Linked DNA regions of Mus musculus: region 1 is linked to region 2. The links are chromatin contacts, called in public Hi-C maps. All regions are on one chromosome and are shown on one strand. Each heading gives the region's core, a stretch centred on a gene start, on an enhancer-like site or on the middle of the called end of the contact. The rest is flanking DNA. Distances are from core to core; before and after follow the strand shown. Region 1 overlaps Slc6a20b (solute carrier family 6 (neurotransmitter transporter), member 20B). Region 2 holds the start of Slc6a20b (solute carrier family 6 (neurotransmitter transporter), member 20B).

Region 1 (7,148 bases), core at 2,265-4,764, 38 kb before region 2:
AGAATGGGATCTAGAGTCATTTGAAGTTTCTAGTAGCTGCCTCTTGGCTTCAGCCAGCTTGAGCTGCTGTAGTGCCCGAGCAGCTTATATGTCATGAAAAGTTCAGATATAGTTTATCTTTTTTAAAAGGTATAAATGAAATCAAAGAATGTAAAGTCTGTCTCTTATGCTAAAGGTCCAAAGTCGCCTCTTTTTAAGAACTGCTCCATTGTGGGAAATACACTAGACTGGCCAGCTGCTTCCTCTCCTAGCTTGTAGGATTTTTTATTATTGGTTCCTCATTGAGACATGCAGGCCTCAGAGAAGGTCTTGTACTAGATTTGATTCTCACTTGGGGTAGCAGTTGCTTTTCCATGCATGGCACTCTGGCTCTATCACCCTGTCAAGGTTTATGTTGGCTGTCAATAAGTGTCTGAAATTTAGTGCTTCCAGGTAGCCATAGTTCTCCAAATCAAGGACCAACTTTAATTTATGCATAAAACAGACTGAAAACTACGCTTCAGAAGCTGTGCATAGTTGTAAGACAGGTTCTAGATTAAAATTGTAATTATGAGGTTTAGATATTAGAACAGTATATAAGGTAGTATCATTGCACTATCTTAAAACAATTCAGTTAAACACTGCTATGGTACATCAGTGTTTTGCTTTAAAATATGTAGGTTTTCTAATAGTACCTTATGTTATCCATAAATATTTCTAAAAGCGCCTTTAACATTACCTTTTTTCAACATTATCTTTTATAAACAATAAGGGTTATTGCTTTTAGGAACTCTGGGGAAATTCTGTGTAGCTTAAAATCAGTCATTAAAACTCACAATAGAGTAAGTAAATAGAGCCACCTGTTCTGACATGTAAATAAGCATAGTTTGTTCCAAAGATGGAACATTGAAGCCCAGCTGTGTCTACTGTAATATATTACTCAAAAGCTACTGGGCGTTTTACAGTAAGCACTTCATGTCAACAGCTACAGCAAACACCAAATCTGAACCACTAGTGTGGCTGCTTCGCAAGGACTAATGTCAGAGGGTTAGGCTGCAAGTGATCAGTGTTTGACAGCCCTGCAGTGATCTTCTTTAACTCATTTACTGTACATCCATATGCAAAAATAAAATGCCATATTCTTTTCTAACCGCTGTTGGTACTGTTTCTCTGTTTTTATCGTGTTTTTTTTTTAATCTTAAAGCAGTGTTTGATCATTATAGAAATACTAGTCACTACAAGTAAACAAGGTAAATAACTTCTAAACTGTTTTCCAGTAATCACCTTAGACACTTTTTATAGCTTTGTTTTTTTATAGATAAGGCTAAGGCAACATTTAGTAATATATAACATTTAGTGATGTTTAATATCCATAAAATTATCTGTACTTTCAAATTATAATTTGTTTCAAAGAGATACAGGTTGCAGGGTGATAAGGAAGTATGGGTGAGTAATTGCTACAGATTGTAACCAATGAATGGGAAAATAGTATGTATTTTCTTCTGTGCTCGCTTCCAAGGACAAGTTTTGACAGTTGTCACTTCAGGTCTCATTCTATCCATGATCAATTTTGGGTAATAGACTGAGAGGTCAGCCTGGTATGTGATGTCAAGTGACCTTTAAATCTCAATGACTGTTTTTTGTTTTTAATTTATAAGATTTCTCCTCCTTCCTGTGTACCCTGCAGAGTTGGCTGCTTTTCTGCTCCCTAGCTATACTTTGGCTCTCACAACAGTGACGCTAACTTCTCTTGGGACACTCTCAGTTTTCCTGACAGAAAGAAGCCTTTGCTCAGAAATGACACAATTTTCCTGTAGTACTCATTTTGGACAAGTCTAGGGCAGTGTGAGTTGAAAATCAAAACTCTGATTCTCAATTTAGAGTTGAACTGTGCACACACATCAATATGTGTGTGCGTGCTCAAAGAGTCCCAGCTAGATCCCGGTATGACAGGTAACTGTAAGGTTGAATTTGCTCCTGGCATCTTCACATCACCTCATAGACCTAAAAACTTAAACTGATCTAACAGCTACCATTCTGTAACATGTGGGTATCTTGTCAGCAAGAACCAGATTGCAAAGTCCCAGTCTTAAGACTTAGAGAATCAATCACTATCTTCAACCTTTAAAGCCGGTATCCATTGATGGAAAAAAGGCTACACATGATCTTCAGGGCTGGCACTGGGAGGAAGGTCTTCACACTTAATTTTTTTTTTTTTTTTTTTTTTTTTTGTTTTTCAAGACAGGGTTTCTCTGTATAACCCTGGCTGTCCTGGACCTCACTTTGTAGACCAGGCTGGTCTCGAACTCAGAAATCCACCTGCCTCTGCCTCCCGAGTGCTGGGATTAAAGGCGTGCACCACCACACCCGGCTTCCACACTTAATTTTTAATAAAATGTATTGTATTTGAGGTTCACAACATAGTTATAAGAAGTTACGTAATAAATGTGTAGTATACCAGGGCATTACTACGTCATCCCACACAGTTGTTCTTAATAGTAAAATCAGATTTAGTTAAAAAAAATCCTAACAGTTTTGTGTTGCATATAGCACTCCAGGTTTTTCCCCCACATCTCTATTTTGTATTGTTTGGTCTACAGCTCATTTTCCCCTTCTCTATTAGCAAGAGTCTAGTCACATATAAAGGAATATCCATTAGATTGTAAAAAATGGATTTATCTGTACATTCAGACTACTAAAAGAAAGAAACCTGTCAGTCAAGAATACAATATGCTTCAAGAAATACTGGATGGGTGAAGTAAGAGAGTGTTTGAACCCAGGCTGGCATCGGCTGCTCCCTCCCCATTTACCCACCCCCTCTGCAAAGGAATGGTTTAAACAAAAACAAAAGGATAATTAATGTTCTAAAACGTATATACCTGGCCTGGTGGCACATGACCTGTTGTGCTAGTATGGGGAGGCTATGGCTAGAAGATCACAGATTCTAGCCTAACCTGGAATGCATAGGTCCAGACCAACCTGAGGTCCATATATACCAAGACTCTACCTCAACCAAAAAAAGCAATGTTAGAGGTAAATTTGTGGTCTAGCATATCATGACTGTAGTAGTGGTGTGTAAAGAATGAGAGCTAAAGATCAAAATGATCAAAAATTATATCTATTATGAGCTATATAATACAAATGGTATAAATTTTAACAACAAAAGTATACGTCATGGAAGAGGAGGAATAAAAGCTGTTGGGAAGTGGTGGTGCACACCTTTATTCCCAGCACTTGGGATGCACGTAGATCTGAGTTCAACGTCAGTCTGATCTACAGAGTGAGTTCCAGGACAGCCAGGGCTACACAGAGAAACCCTGTCTTGAAAACAAAAACAAAAGGGTAAAAGCCTCAGCATTTATGGTCAGAGTTAGGTTTCTGTCAGCCTACAATTTAATACAGAGAATTTAATTTTCCTTGCAGATTCAGGAAGCAGAAAATACTTGTGGCTTTAAAAAGCAGCTGTAGACCTCCCACTGCTGGATATATAGGGAGTGGCTGTGAAACAGTGACTGACAGGAAGTCTGTGGGACCTCCAGTTCTCAGGCTGCAGAAAACTGTTCTCTGATCTTGAAGTGGCGTGTGACAAAAGTCCCCAGGGCTACCAGAGGGATGCACATGGTGGAGGAGGCTACCAGAAGCCCAATGACAGCTAGTGCGTATGTAGGATAATCCTTAGTCACCACGTGGCCCTGCAAAAAAAGACAGGAGAAGCCTTCACTAGCTGAGGCAACTCCAGCCTCTGTTCCAGACAAGGAAGAGAAATGGTGGGAGTCGGTGTTTAGGTTTGAATATGAAACGCTTCCCTCCAGACTCAGGTGCTTTTTCTCCAGCTGCTAGCTTCCACTTTGGAAGGTTCTGGAAATGATAGGAAGTAAGCTCTATCTGGGGAAGCATGTTACTGGGGACTGATTCTTGGGTTATCTGGTGTCTGGAGGCTTCCCCTGTTTTCTATCAGGAAGTGAAGAAAAAGGCTGCTTCACGCTCTTGTTGGCATGACACTCTGCCCAACCAATAAGGCCAAGATATCGTGGATTGACCTTTCTAAACTATGACTCAAGATTTTTTCTCTGCATTTATGATGTCAGGATTTTGGTCAGTGCAATAATAAAAGTAACATGGGAAGGAATGGACCTGTAGGTCAGCCATACACACACCCCTTACACCCCCCCTACATTAATTTTACAGCAAGCATGCACAAAAAACACTCCCACCTTTTCTCTTTTACCCATAGAGAGCACTATTTCCACATGTAAAGCTCTTAGGTGAAGCTCTTACAAAGGAAGAACCATTACTCATACAGGGATGTCCTCATTGTCTAGGGGAAGTTCCACTGGGATGCTGTGGAGGTGACTTTTATGGTCTTCACACATTGTGGTTGAAAACTCAGAGCCCAGTTCTGCTGTAGTAGATTGAGCATCTGTAACATGTTGATGAAGCTCCCATGCTATCTGTCACCTGTAATTCCCCCCCCCCCCACACACACACACACAGCACAGCAATGGTTCCTGTGTCAGACACTGAAGGGCTGTGTTCTGGAGTGACACTGTTGGCTCTGCTCTGTTCCTCAGCCCTGCAGGGACATCACATACCTGAGTAGCATCCCAGGCTTGGTACTGCAGCGTTCCCGTGAGGATGTAGTCACTCAGGTAGAAGATAAAGAGGCCGACGATGAGCAGTGGACTCACAAACGCCCACATGACCTTCCAGTACCAGCTGAGGGTGCGGCCAGTCATGGCCCGAAGGTCACTTTCAAATCTGTTTGGACCACAGGGGGAGAGCCTGGAGGGAGGGGCTCCGGATCCATACCCTCTGCACTTAGGAAGATGCTATTCTGGTTACCAGTGATCTTTGAGTGTGACCCTGAACCTGTCTGATCCCTTCCTTTCCTGGGGGAGGTGTTGTGGAAAAGAGAAAAGGGCTGATGCTGCCTAAGGGGAGAATGACCAAGAAGGAAGGGATCATGGGGCATCTCCCCAGTGTTGGCCTTCATAGGAAGGCTCCTGATGTGGACCTGAGGGTAATTCCTGGAGAAGATGGAGCCAGGGTGCATGGTGGAGGGGGATGCCAGTTTCCTCAGTCCACAGGGCAAGGATGACATTGCCACTCTGCCCACCCACCCACTCTGTCCATTAGTGATGATGAGTCCAAGTATTCTCTACTCCTCCTTGAGATGGCCTCAGAACAGGCACTTTGTGTTTGGAAGAGCAAGTAGAGTGGAGCAGTAGAGAAGAGGTTGTGAAGGGCTCTCTCTTCCCCTCCTCACAGGATGACTAAAAGAACAAGATCCTAGACTAGTGGTTCTCAGCATGTGGTCCCCGGAAGACCAAGGAAAGTGCTAGACATATCAATTATTGCACTTTCTCCCAGACTTTAGCCAGACCCCTAATGAAGGAGGTCCTGTAATCTTCATTTCATTGGCCACCAGTTTGAAAGCTCTATGTGACATTTTTGGCTCCGATGCATACTTCATCACTTGGAAGACTAAAAACATCCCAGTGTTGGACAGGGTTCTTGAAAATCCCCAATGATCAAAGTATCTAAGCCTGGAGGCTGAGTCCCTGATCAGAAAGCATGCCATGATAAAAAGTGTAGAACAGGAAATAGAAAGAGGCTGTTGGATGCAGGCCAACTGAGGAAGCAAGAGATGAATGAGATCTGAAGGCAAAGAGGCATCTAAAAGGGACATGCCTATTGAGGAAGGATGGTTTTCTTATAAGTGTGGCCCTGCAGCTTAGCTACCCCATGTAGAAGGCAGGGTCTGAGGTCGCCTTACCTCTTTAGCCCATACACATAGCACACAGCTATGGTCTCTACCAGCACAATGAGCAGCAGAGACAGCGTGGCTGTATAGTCATTGAATAGGTCAAACCAGTAGTTCCCAGCCTCCATGGTGAACACCATGCCAATGGCACAGTTGAGGAGGCATACCAAACCTGGAAGACAAGATCACTGCTCATCTCTCCGAGTCTCCCTACTCTCATCTCACATTATTTGCCAGCAGGAGCTACAGGTCCCTAGGTGTACTTTAAAGGGTAGGTTCACTGACATGAGCTATAGGAGCTGCTCTTTAGGGGATGTCAGTTCATGGAAAAAGGAACTAGGGACAGTATATACAACTGGGCTGCAGAGACCCAGTCCCGGGAAGGATGCCAAGTGCTAGGAGAGTCTGAGTAAAGAGAGTGTAGCTTTCAGTGAGTGGTCAGAACATGAAGACTGGATTACCCATCTTGTTTTACCCATCTTGGATATGGAGTTACAGAATCATCAGAGGCAGAGGTGTCTGGCCACAGAATTCTCATGACCCTGGATGGGTGCATGAGAGTGAAGTTAATGGTAGCCATCATGGGAAAGGCTTTACTAACAACCTCACAGTCAAAATGCATGAGGAAGTGGTATGTGCTCTCACAATGAATGATTTATCAGACAAGACCAGGGACTGACAACTGCACAGTGCAGCTATCTCACTGACAGGTTTTGAGTGTTGACAGCAGGCCTACAGTATCTTTGTAAATGACCTTTCAAGAGCAGAGGCAAACACAAGTAGCATTAGAAGTCAGAAAAGGGTGATCTGATTGGGGGCTTGTTGCCTGGAGAGTATGTGGAAGGAGCTCCTGGCCTGGGAACAGGACTCACCTTAGGAAATGGACAGTTTATGACTGTTGTCCTTCAATTAAAACAAAAACAGATGGGGGCTCTCAAAGCCTGGAAACCTGAGTGCAGGCTGGGGAGTTAGCCTTTGCCCAAGGGTGGGCTGACCGACCACCCTACTTCCCTGGGATGGGGTGTGTTTCTAGTCCATCTCCAGGGCTGAGTAGGACACAGTACAGGAACACAGACTCCTAGAGCCTGCTTCTGGAGTTGGCTTAGAAGCACAAGGCTCTTGAGGAAACCATTCTGCCAATTGCCTTACATTTCCCTGCCCACCCATACCCTCCCTCCTCAGCAGTGTGTCCTGACCTGAAATGGCCTCCTTGGGCAGGTAGCTGGAGATGATCTTGCTGTCAGTCAGAGGGGTGAGGATGGCCGTTCCTGTCCCCACCATGCTTCCCATACCCAGTGTTAGCAACATGAAGAAGTAGAGCACTGACCAGAGCTGGGAAACTTCCATGTTTTTAATGGCCTCAGTGTAGACGATGAAGGCCAGGCCTGTGCCCTGGACAGCCTGA
Region 2 (6,453 bases), core at 3,381-5,880:
AGAAGTGGATGCTCACAGTCAGCTATTGGATGGATTACAGAGCCCCCAATGTAGGAGTTAGAGAAAGTACCCAAGGAGCTAAAGGGGTCTGCAACCCTATAGGTGGAACAACAATATGAACTAGCCAGTACCCCCACCCCCCGCAGAGCTCGTGTCTCTAGCTGCATATGTATCAGAAGAGGGCCTAGTCGGCCATCATTGGAAAGAGAGGCCCATTGGTCTTGCAAACTTTATATGCCTCAGTACAGGGGAATGCCAGGGCCAAGAAGTGGGAGTGGGTGGGTAGGGGAGTAGGGGGAAGGGTATGGGGGACTGTTGGGATAGCATTGGAAATGTAAATGAAGAAAATATCTAATAAAAAATGAAATTAAAAAAAAAGCAACAGAGGCTGAAGTGTGGCATCTAATACCCTTAAGCTAGTAAGATGTAGAGTAAGAGTAAATTAATCAGCATTCCAATTCCAAAGCCTTGGCCTATGAAACATAAAAACTAAATCTGAGGACACTCCAGGCAAGTTTGATAAATCATACATTACATCATGTCACAGGTCCCATCTCCCTGAAAGGGCATTCTTGGCTACTGGGTAACACACCTTCCAACCTCTGAAGATCCCCCAACCATAGCAACCAGGCCAGGCTAAGATGGTATCCAAGGTGGAAAAATAGAACTATACATTCACTCCCTGTTAACCATGGCAACCAAGAAACTAGGAGAATCCCGTTATGTGCTCAGAACACTGTAGTCTGCCTTCAGAGCCTCTGAGCTTAACCCCTTCTTGTTCTCCTGACTCTACAACAGTGATTGGACTCTGCTACACATAAGCACCCCTCTGTTGCGTCTGCGAGTGTGGCTGAAGGTGCTTCCCTTATTGACAACACTTGGAATAAATTATGAAGTGCTAGGAAATGTGGGTGCCCGAAACAGCCTCTTAAACTTCATCCAGCAAGAACCAGTCAATGTAGCCCTGAAACCCACAGCAGGATCTGCTCGTAGCCATGGAGACTTCCTTCTCTTCTGGTTTATATATCTGATATCTCTCATTACAGGCTTTTAAAAATCTAATCAGGTGCTCCTTACTTTAGACCAGAGGATAAAAGAAATCCAAAAGGGTAAGGACACAGTCTAGGGGAGTCCCTGCTGACTGCCGTCTGCAGGACAAGCCAGAACACTTCTCTTTTTTGGTTTTTGCTTTGTTTTCTTTTTGAGACAAAGTTTCTCTCAGTAACCCTGGCTGTCCTGGAATTTGATCTGTAGACCAAACTGACCTCAAACTCAAGATTACCAACTTGTTTCTGCCTTCTGAGTTGGAGGAGCATCCTGTGTGCTAGGACTAAAGGTGTGCACCACCATGCCTGGCATAGTATTTGCTTTTACAATTGATTCTTTAATATCTTGTGACCTTAATGAATTCCTAATCTTATAAGATCCGCCATTCAAAATAACCTGAAGTAAGTATTCTCTTTGGCCTATTTTCCCCATTCAAATTAATAATCTGTAAGTAAACAATCTAAGCACTCAGGACAAATAATTTACATGCACCCATATTATAGAATATGGAATAATTTTCTGTTTATGTCACAGCAACTGGAAAGTGAGGGCAAAAATGGGGGTACCCATGGTACTATGGTGCAGAAATGGAAGCAGGCAGCAAGGAGGGAAAAAGATATTCTATAAATTGAAAAAATTGGAGATGCCAGGCAGAAAAAGCAGCTTTAAGTCCCAGTGAAGCCCTCATCTCCATCCTGCAACCCAAGCAGGCTGATCCTTCTTTGCCTACAGCTGTCAGTGGTAGCAGCTAAATTAGCACCTGGCCCTAGGCTGCTGAAAATTCTCATGAGCATCCCAGAACTAGTAATCATAGTGCTAGAGACTCAGGATTGGGAAAACTTCTAAGTTGCCTTTAGCTCCATGGATTGACAGTTACTGTGCTAGGAGTGGAAGTCAGGGCCTCATGCATGTTTAAAGCAAGATTTCAGCAACCCCACCGGCAGCCCTTAGCTAAGTAAGTGTTCTTGCAACCTTCTTCCCTGATCACTCACCCATCAGCTTTGAGATGTCCACAGACCAGTGTCTTGCAAGGCCAGCAGAGAGCTTTAGTTATACACCAGGAACATGGGGGAGCCTGAGCTAGACTGTATGGGGTCATTTGTCCCATGACTCCATCAGTACCTATGTGAGTTCTGGGCAAACCGCTACAGCCCCTTGGCAGCCAACAAAGATTTCCTATGTACTGACAGAACTTGCCCTGCTACCTCACTCACCAGCTCCACTTAAGTTCCAGGTACCTCCCACCTCAAACTCAAAGCAAGCTTCTCTCTACACTGGGAAACTCCAAGACTAGTTCAGGTGTTTCCTATGTGCTCAAGAAAGAAAAAAGCTGAGCAAATAAATTTTCCCTACCTCCATCTATTCATAGCTCAAGAGCCCAGCATGGAGTAAGGAAGCAGAGGATTGGAAAATCTACCCTCTCTCACCCTTCCTCCTCTGGAAGACATTTGGTTCCTTGGAGTCCAGTGTCTCTTGGCTTAAGAGTTGTGGCATAACTCTCTACCCTAGTTCTAATGGGTAGCCATACACGATCAAATCACCCTGCACCAGCAGAGCCCAAGGCCCCTAGTCTCCTTACTCCTAGTGGAAGTGGGAGCTACCTAGGTTTCTCATCAGCTACTTGTGGTTGGAGAGGGTTCCTTCATTTGGAAGGGACACTCAGAGTGTTGCACAGTCATACCCACTTCCAAGTCCTTCTCTACAATTGTGAGTTACCTCCATGACCCTAAGTAGAGGTCTTCTCAAATCATGAGCGAGCGATGCCAAGAAATGTAGTAAGTCATGTAGGGGGGCTTAGTTCCCAGGGTCAAAAGACCAAGCCACAGGGGAAGGGAGAATGACAGCTTTGTCTCTCTGGGATGGGGATGGTCCTAAGGCTGTCTATCCTTGCTCAACCTGGAGTCCTTCCCTCTCCCTTACTGGTCCTGTTTAGATACACACACACACACACACACACACACACACACACACACACACAGGTCCTGTTTAGATACATGCACACCCCTCCTGCCCTCCTGCCCATTTCTCCTCACTATCTTCCAGGAAACAAGCAGCAGCCATCTCAGAGCTGACTTTGCAGAGGGACCGTAGCATGGTATTAAACTGTTTGTAAGGCATTCTGCTCTGAGTGTGTTGGTCAATCTACTCAAGTGTGGGTCTTTGGGTTGTATCCAGTGCCTTTTCTTAAACCAAGCTATGGAATTCAGGTGGCTCACAGATCCCAGAGCGGCTGTCACGGAGGTTATGCAGAGCTCTGTGGCCACATGAAGGAGGGAAGAGTGAAAGTGTTGGCAGGGGACAGCACATACCCACATTAATGGTCAGAGCCTGACCCCAGCTTGTCCTTGTGTGCAAGCAGGGTCCGTGCACCGCCTTCTCATTCAGGAGGCTTCTCAAAATCCCCTTGCTCTGAAAAGGCTGAGTTTTTACCCTTTACCAACTTGATGTCAAAGGAGGCTGAGGCCTGTGTGATTTATTCTCTGGAGACACTTTACAGCAGAGGCCATATTTCCACAGATGTTTGGAGTTAATGCTCTAACACTCAAAGGTCATAAGATAGTCCAATTTTAACCCAAAGTATCAAGCAGTAACCACATCAAATCTGGTGTGGCCCTTGGTCATCTTGTCTCTGTGACAGAGCCTGGATGCTTATCTGCTAGCTAGGGCCAAAAGAAAACTCAAAGCTCATACCAAGGTAGCAGTGTGGTCACCTTTACCTGTGCGTGGCAATCATTTCCATCACTTCTTCAAACCTCAATAATTCAATTTAAGCAGATAAGCTCTGCAGTCCTTTTGTCAAAACAATACAACTGAATCAAAAGAGCCTTACTTAGTTGGTATCACAGTTCATGCACAGAAGAGGAAGAAAGGAAGTAGATCATAGTTCCACATGAACAACCCAGAGGTTAAAGAGTTAGAAGAGGAACAGAGAAAACCTTCATGACTTCAAATTAGCTGAAGATGTTTTAGATAGCAGAACAAAAGCACTGTCCACGGATGCACAGGCCAAACCTTCCCTCTGTGCGGGGCTTGGGTCAGCAATTTGGAGAGGACATCCAGCAGACCTATAATTCATCCAGATCCCAGGAAGGTGAAAGTTTGAGATGTGAAGCACTCAGTCAGGCAGACATGCTGCACCTGCCCATTGTACTCACCTCCGCCATACATCTGGCACAGGTAGGGGAAGCGCCATACATTGCCCAGGCCCACAGCATAGGAGATACAGACAAGTAGGAACTGCAGGGGGTTGTCCCACTTTGGCCGCACCTTCTCCACAACCCCAGGGTGGGCACACTCTGTTGACCTCGGTCTTCCTGGGTGCTGACCAGGTCCTCCAGCGCCTCCCCAGGGCTGGAGCTCCTCATCCTCTGGCAGGGAGACCGCATGTGCTGAAGGTGATTCCATCTTCTGAGACAACTCTCACTGTAGAATGAGCAACACCTGTGCCCTCTTCCGCGCCCCACCCCCAAACCCCTGTGTTTTCTACTGTTTCTTTCCAGGACTCTGGAATCAGCTTTCGACCCCAATTCTGTGTTGGTTCCCTTCTTGACCAGTGCTTCCCTCGCTGCCTCAACCTCACAGGTGGCCAGTTTAGATCCTCCCACTAACCTTTGGCCACATTCCTTTCTGTGTCCTTTGTCTCTCAAACTTCAGGATTTCTGGGCTCCTCTTGCTGTTAAGGGTGTCTGCAAAACAATTCACAAATTTGGTTGTATCTGTTGGAGGCTGGTGGTGAGCTGGAAAATGTTTAGCTAAATGTTTAGCTACAGACTGCAGAAAAACTCTGATCTATGTACTTATCAATTTTTCTAGTACAAACACTCCCACTATGGTGCATCCTGAGCTACCAATAAAATCCATTAAGTGAAACAGGATGCCATTATCTTGGGTTCCCACCTTACACACACAACGACAGAGATTCTCAGTTGCATAACTGACAGGTAAAGGGTAGCAAGTATCAGACAGTGAGCTGAGCATTGTGTCTGATTTGTAATTTACGTATCGCTTGGGCCTCAGTGATAACTGTATCTAAGAAGCAAAGGGGACGAAGCTCAGTTCTCTGGGGTGTCCAGATACCCCGCACAGATGATTCAGTCCAGCTTAACCCCACCTGAGTGGTCCCAGGAAGCTGCCTTGGCTAATGGATGACTGCGTATGGATGGGAACTTCACTGTACCTACCAGAAACAGGATACAAAAGACCATCAAACTGTGTCACTTGAACTCTGGACAAAGGAGAGAAAGTGGGTACAGCTGTGGGCAGGGTTCTATAGTCTTATTCTACTAAGAAGGTTATGCAATTTTCAATCATTTGCTCATCCTGGTGAGTGCACTGTTAATTATCAAAGTCTCTAGTTTCCCCATATGAGAAAGTCCAAACTCCTTGGTTCTGCTTGCAAAGCCTTGAGAACTTTTTTTAATTTTTATTTTGATGTTGTTGGTGTTGCAGGCGTCTTCTTCTTTTTTTTTTTTTAAGTTATTTTTGTTTTGTGTTTTGCCTTCATACTTGTGTATAGCTATACCTCTATCTATCATTCATATATACATGAATATATACAAATATGTGTATGCACATATATCTGGAACTGGTAATATGGATTGTTGTGAACCGCAGTTTGGAAACTGAACCCAGGTTCTCTGCAAGAACAGCCAGAGAACTGTTGGTTGTTGTTGTTGTTTTAATGGAGCCATTGCTTCAACCTCCATTTTGAGATGGAGGTTTGCTAAGTTACTTGCTTAGGCTAGGTCTTCAGTCTTCCTGCTTCAGCCTCTCAAATAGGTGGGGTTATCGGTATATATTACCACACCTGGTTCATGTTGACTCCTAATTACAATTATATTATTTGATATTTGTTTTGTGCCTTAAGTAAGATATGGTCTATTCAGAGGAAGTTCAATGTGCTGATGAGAATGTATATTCTATAGCTATTGTATGGATAATTATGTTTTTAACAATGACCTTAACAATGATCTTCCTGTTTATTTTTATGGGGTTTTGTTGTTGTTTGTTTTGTTTTTTGAAACAGGTGTAGCCTCAGTCTCCCAAATAGTGGGAATTCAGGCACACATTACCACCACATGTGGCTCTTTTTAAATTTTATATTTTATTAAATTTTCTAAATTACTCTGTTCTCTATCTCCAATATATGTATTGTGCTATTGTGCCTAGAACCAGCAAAGGATTTGTCTGAAATATGACTTAGTACCATCTCAAGAGAATTATCGAGAAACATCTTGCTCTACATAAGATCCACAGAAACCAAAGTAAAGCTATTTCATTTGACTGTGTTGTAGACAGCTGCCTGACTGACTTGGGTCAGCTTAGGATCTTTTGACTTTACAATGATATAAAAGTAAAATGAATTCTGTAGAAACTATAAGTTGAGTTTCAATGCTTTTCGAGGAA

Evidence for each region. A called contact is a pair of places that touch in the nucleus more often than the background predicts.
Region 1: a Hi-C map of granulocyte-monocyte progenitors shows a contact between it and region 2, with 2.3 times the contacts expected there. The contact joins the enhancer-like site here to the promoter of Slc6a20b in region 2. A contact is called at or near these places in 2 of 39 promoter capture datasets (embryonic stem cells and macrophages), 1 of 15 datasets of contacts at CTCF or cohesin (CD8 T cells), 28 of 484 Hi-C or Micro-C datasets (the G1E-ER4 cell line, LSK cells, brain and 11 more), 5 of 115 datasets of contacts at active chromatin or transcription factors (CD8 T cells, the HPC-7 cell line and embryonic stem cells) and 3 of 9 other capture datasets (adipose tissue, liver and pancreatic islet).

The regions. Positions count from the first base shown.
Region 1 is chr9:123,591,472-123,598,619 of GRCm38.p6, forward strand. It overlaps Slc6a20b (solute carrier family 6 (neurotransmitter transporter), member 20B), which reads right to left. Exons shown (of 11, transcript NM_011731.4): 8 at 6,940-7,144; 9 at 5,756-5,915; 10 at 4,572-4,737; 11 at 2,352-3,671. The coding sequence ends at 3,522. It overlaps Sacm1l (SAC1 suppressor of actin mutations 1-like (yeast)), which reads left to right. Exons shown (of 20, transcript NM_030692.5): 20 at 1-1,129. Among named protein-coding and RNA genes, the nearest start is that of Slc6a20b, 37 kb to the right of the region's middle. Within about 2 kb of position 3,515, at least 13 of the 459 cell types and tissues checked have an H3K27ac peak or open chromatin away from gene starts, as enhancers often do. A contact at or near this core is called in LSK cells and granulocyte-monocyte progenitors, where this site is marked.
Region 2 is chr9:123,627,908-123,634,360 of GRCm38.p6, forward strand. Slc6a20b (solute carrier family 6 (neurotransmitter transporter), member 20B) reads right to left here and starts at 4,631. Exons shown (of 11, transcript NM_011731.4): 1 at 4,203-4,631. The coding sequence starts at 4,452.